Regions from separate parts of the Sus scrofa genome. Here region 2 is linked to region 1. A link is a contact called in public Hi-C data. All regions are on one chromosome and are shown on one strand. The core of a region is the stretch at or near the end of the contact, and the rest is flanking DNA. Distances in the headings are between cores, read along the strand shown.

What was found. A called contact is a pair of places that touch in the nucleus more often than the background predicts.
Region 2: a contact with region 1 is called in a Hi-C map of liver, with 2.0 times the contacts expected there. The contact joins the enhancer-like site here to the promoter of RFFL in region 1. A contact is called at or near these places in 2 of 5 promoter capture datasets (fetal liver and liver), 17 of 47 Hi-C or Micro-C datasets (alveolar macrophages, blood, embryonic fibroblasts and 8 more) and 2 of 2 datasets of contacts at active chromatin or transcription factors (alveolar macrophages and skeletal muscle).

What each region holds. Positions count from the first base shown.
Region 1 is chr12:40,073,959-40,076,658 of Sscrofa11.1, reverse strand. RFFL (E3 ubiquitin-protein ligase rififylin) reads right to left here and starts at 1,400. Exons shown (of 6, transcript XM_013981148.2): 1 at 1,147-1,400.
Region 2 is chr12:40,128,981-40,131,680 of Sscrofa11.1, reverse strand. RFFL (E3 ubiquitin-protein ligase rififylin) reads right to left here. Exons shown (of 6, transcript XM_013981148.2): 2 at 1,127-1,314. The coding sequence starts at 1,306. Among named protein-coding and RNA genes, the nearest start is that of TRNAG-GCC, 23 kb to the right of the region's middle. Within about 2 kb of position 1,335, at least 15 of the 83 cell types and tissues checked have an H3K27ac peak or open chromatin away from gene starts, as enhancers often do. A contact at or near this core is called in fetal liver, liver and retroperitoneal adipose tissue, where this site is marked.

The sequences.
Region 1 (2,700 bases), core at 151-2,650:
AGAAACATATTTCAGTAAGTAGACAGCCTTAGCGACATTTCATTTCAGTAACTTGAACTGTCGCTGAGAAAACCACAACTGCTCCCCAAACTGTTGCACGACAAGGGTGACAGGAAGTCTCTGTCCCCCAAACCACCTGTGAAAGGGAGGAACTTACTTCCTTAGAAGGCCACACGGACCTGGGGATGTTTGTGCTCCAGGCTACTGTGGCCTTTAGCCGGGGTGCAAAGCGGCAATTGTGGGTAAAGCCTTATTTCCAAGCTGACAACTCTTCTTCCCTGGGGTAGGCTGGGAGAACATGGTACCCTCTTCCCTGATTACACAAGCAGGCTTTCCCCTAGAGCAAATGACAGACCAACAAAAAGGCGTGAAAATATACTGTGGTTTCTATCTTCTGCCAGCCTGAAGTCAAGCTCTGAGCAGAGAGAAGCCTGCGACGCTCTGGCACCCCGGGTCTAGCATACTGCCCCGTGCCTGGTCAAATGTCTCATGGGCAGCCAGCTGCAGAGAGGCCCCACTTCCCTCTGCATCTTAGCTACTGGCGACCTCACACACACTACCTCAAATGAACAGAAGACAACTCCCAGAAGAGGGACCACAGGACCCTGGGCGGGGCGGGGGACTCCTCTAAGAGGAGAGAACCACATCCCCAAACTTCTCCATCAAGCCTCCAAACTCCAGCCGCCTCCTTCCACGATGCTCGCAGGGCTCCCGCACCAAGAAGCAGGGTCAGGCTAGTTCCTTTAAATGAAGACGCAGGCCGCCCGGTACCTGACTCAGTTTCCACCGCTGTAAAGCAGCATCTTTCCCCCACAAGCCAACTGAATCTGCCGACGCGAGGGCATTTGGAGATATTTGAGGGTACACGTCTGAGTTGCTGCCTCCCGCAGGTGAAATGCTTCCTTTGAAGAGGCTTTTAATGGGACAGGTGCGGGCTACCTTGAATGCGCAGACTTTCAGCGAGGCAGGGCTTCCCCCATCCCCTGTAGGCAGGGAGAGTCCCAGGCCGCGCCCCGCACAGAAGAGGCGCCCCCGGACCACAGTTTGGTGAGACCCGAGGCCAAGCAGCGGCCCCCACCCCGGCCTCACGCAGGACCCCACCCCAGACCGGGCGCACCGCGAATCCCAGCCCCACCGCCTCCTCACCTGCCGAGGCCGCCTGTCCGGCCCGCACCTGGGAGGGGAGGGGAGGGGCCGGATCCGGGCCGCAGACGCCTCAGGCAGGGGGGCTGCGGGCTCCGCCGCGGCCGCGTCTCCGGGGCTGAGGGGCACCGGGGGGCAGTCGCGACATCCTCACGGGCGGCCCCAGGAAGTTGCCCCCCCACCTATTCCCGGCCGCCCGGCCCGGTCGCTCCCGCCCCTCGCGCGGCCCCACCCCCGGCGCGGCCCCGCCCCCCCTCGGGAGCGCGCCTCCGCTCCTGGCGCGCCCGAGCCACCATAGAGAGGGGCGAGGCGCGCGGCGGGCTAGAGCGTGGCCTTCGCGAGCGCCCCCTGGCGGAGCCTAGGCCGCCAGAGGCCGGGCCCTCCAGGTCGGGGCCTCAGCTGTCCCTGTTGCTTTGGTCACACTGCACTCTGCACGAGTAGCTGAAAGGTCCAGGTACACGGTCCAGCTTGGGGACCCTGAGCGAGTCCCATAACATTTCAGAACTGGTTTCATAATAAAAGTTTGAAAGTTGCCTCGCTTGCATATTCCATCGTTCCTCACTGCAATGGCTATCCGCAGGTGATGGTCCCCAACATACAGTGGAAGAAACCCAGGACCCTCAGGGTTCACTAGCTCATTCAAGGTCCCATAGCTGGAAGGTATTACAAGGCAGATCTGGGGACAGCAAGACCCATGTTTGTCCTGCTCACTCTATGGCACCTCTAGAATTTTCCAGCCTAAGCCCCAAGGGTTAGCTCTTTGTACATTAAGAAAGTGAGGAAAAGGGGGGGGCGGCGTTCCCTTAGTGGCTCAGCGGGTTACAAACTGCCAAGTATCCGTGAGGATGCAGATTCAATCTCTGACCTTGCTGAGTGGGTTAAGGATCCAGCGTTGCCAAGAGCTGTGGTGTAGGTCCAGACGCAGCTCAGTTCCTGCCCTTGCTGTGGCTGTGGGGTAGGCTGGCAGCTGCAGCTCTGATTTGATCCCTAGCCTGGGAACTTCCATATGCCATGGGTGCGGCCCTAAAAAGCAGAAAAATAAAAATAAAAAAAAAGAGAGGAAACTGCTCAGAGGAAGGCCCTGATGGAATGAAGATGACTGAGAGGAGGAGTGCACCTCGGCCATTCATTAGCTGCTGTGTACATTTTGGCAGGTATTCAACCCTTCTGAACTTGTTCCTCCTCCCTGAAGAAACTGGTATGGTTGTGTGAGGCAGGTTTATATGAGGATTAAATAAGCTAATAAATATAGAAGTCCTTAATTAACCATAAAGCACCAGGGTTGCATGGGGGGGGGATCAATAACCAGTATGGGCTAAGATAAGGACTATCACAGGGAAAAGTGAGTTAAAATCAATATCGTTTATACATGCACACTCTGTCACTTTACAAGTATTATTTCCAACCTTCACAGCCCAGCAAATTAATGAAGATCTGTGTGGTAAGAAATTTACCCAGGGAGTTCCTGTCGTGGCTCAGCGGAAACAAATCTGACTAGTATCCATGAGGACACAGGTTTGATCCCTGACCTCGCTCAGTGGGTTAAGGATCCGGCAT
Region 2 (2,700 bases), core at 86-2,585, 55 kb before region 1:
CTGGTTGAGTTCTCAGTGACGGGGGGTAGCCGAGCAAATCAAAACAAAGCTTGGCTACGTGCCCGCCTTCCCTGCAATGTAGTGTAGGCAAAAACACAACCTACAAGGCCAAGTGCCAATCCTCCACCATCCTACAGGGTCAAGGGACGGGCAGTCAGCGCTCTAAGCTGCAGACCTGCTGTCTCCTGGGAGAGAGCCTGAGAGTCAAAGCCCTATGTGGGAATCCTAGCTCTGCCTCTGAATCACCGCGTGATCTTGGGGCGCTCCCTAAGCAGAGGGAGAAGGGGTATTTAAATGTCTTCGGGGCTGACGGGAGCTTGACAGTTACAGTTTCCTTTTTAACTGTTAAACTTTACTCTCTCATGTGTAGAACAGGAGGTTGGGGACCTTAAAACCAACCTTACAGAGTTATTGTGAGGATTAAATGAAACAGAAACTCTATACATTGCTCAAACTGGTCCCTGGCATAGAGCAGATGGTTTAGAACGTATTTTTCCTCTCCGATTTCCCATTACCATCATTTTAACAACACAGTCCGGGCTGCACACCTCTCATTCTGCAAAAGACGGATGCACTGGTGCTTTTTCCAGGCCAGGCCACACCTCGCCCCGCATCACCCAGCCAAGGCCGTGACCGCCTGCTCGCTGACCCGGGAAATGCGGCTGCCGAGCGCTTCAAATGAAATGGCTACAGTAAATAAGCTCCAGCCTTCACCTTGGTAGGGTCCTGAGGCCCCTGAGATGTCAAGGACATCTTTCAAGAAGAACAAGTTAATCTGCAGCCAGGCTTTCGACAACGGCAGCTAATGAAGGAGTAACGTCGAGGGCCCACTGCCCTCCGGGCACCACGCCGGGGACCCTGGCAGATTAGCCATCTTACTCCCACAACGCTCTGAGATGGGAGCTTTATAGATGGGAAAGTGGATCTCAACACAGGTTAAATCAAACAGCTAGGAAGGCCAAGCTGCTGTCTGAATCCAAATCTATGCTGGGATGCTTTGCTTTTGCTTGATGAGGCTTTTGTGAAAGCACGGGTCTGGGCTGCCACTGGCAAAGGCCGGGGCAGGCCCTAGAGAAGGGTCAGCAGACGTGACCAAGGGCCTGGGGCCACAGTGGCCGCCACTCACCTTCCTGGACATGCTGGCGAAGTGGGCCCCACAGGCCTTGCAGCTTGGTTCCGAGCCCGTCGGGGAGGGGAAGGAGCTGTACCCAGGGTTGGAATAGGCCTGCGTCCTGGCTCCCTGGGGCGGTGGGGCCTCCTCAGGCTGTCCATCCAGGCAGAACCAGTTGCAGCAGGTTGCCCACATGATAAAATCTGGTGCAAGGGAGAAAGGGGGAAAGGTCAGAGTGAAGACACACCTCAGGCGCTCCTGCTCCCCAGGGCACGGGTGAGCAGGGCTATCGACCCACACACCTGCTCCAGGGTCGAGGTGAGGTCGGGTTTTCAGGGGCCACAGGTTTCTTCCCGCCTCCTGCACCACCACACTGGCTGTGACAGACAAGAGGTGAGCCCGGACCTGATCGGCCAGGACAGAGCTGCACGCTACCTACTTTTGAAAGCTTGCTGCTGCTGCCTGTCTGTGCCTAATCTGAGATCTCTACCTCAAATAAACCCTCTTGTCTTCGCAATTAGGACTGGCCTAAGAGCCACGGTGCTCAGGAACTTGACCTCGCCCCTAGAGCTCAGACCGACAGAACTGGATCAAACAGGCATGTGCGTGCGTGCTGACACATGTGTACAATTCCACACGCACGCTGACCGTGGGATGAAGGGGTTATTATTTCTTCAGATGAGGCAACCCAGGCTCAAGAAGCAAGGTCACAGAGCCAATATACAGAGAAGTGAGATTCTGAGAACCCGGTCCTTCGGCCTCTAAACCTAACGTTATCTTCCCTGTCTGTGCTGGGTGTGCTCTGCCCTCCTGACCTCGCCTCCCAGCAGCCAGCAGAGCTCTGACATCTGCACCTCTGACCCTACAGAAACTTCCACCACGGCACCGGTAACAGTTAGGCTTTTTTCCTCCCACTAAACCGTACACTCCTTGAAGGCAGGGACCACTTCTTTTTTATTTTTTTGTCTTTTTAGGGCCATACTTGCAGCATATGGAGGTCCCCAGGCTAGGGATCTAATCGGAGCTACAGCTGCCAGCCTGCACCACAGCCCCAGCAACGTGGGATCTGAGCCACATCTGCGACCTACACCGCAACTCACGGCAATGCCGGGTCCCTGACCCACTGAGTGCGAGGCCAGGGATCGAACCCCCGTCCTCATGGATACTAGTTGGGTTTCATAACCGCTGAACCACAGCAGCAACTCCAGGGACCACTTCTTATGTATGCCTGTTCCGTGCCCAGCCGTGTCGTGGACACAGCAGACGCTCCACAAATGTTGGCTTCCTTGCTGAATCGGTACCTCTGTGGGTTTGGGGTTGTTACCCCCATTTTACACATCAAATACAAGAATTAGGGACGAGGGGGTTGATGATCTTTTGAGATCACAGGACAAAGGCGAGCCAATCTCTCAAATGTCAGAATAAATGAAAGGTTTTGAGGGCGTCCACTAAAATGCCGGGGGGCTGCAGTGATACAGTTAAGACGTGCTTTCCTTGGTAGGCCAAGCAGTCAGCATGGACATTTTGAACCTGAACTCTGCTCACAGAGATAATAAATGAAACATTCAGTGTGTTACTCAGTCATCAGG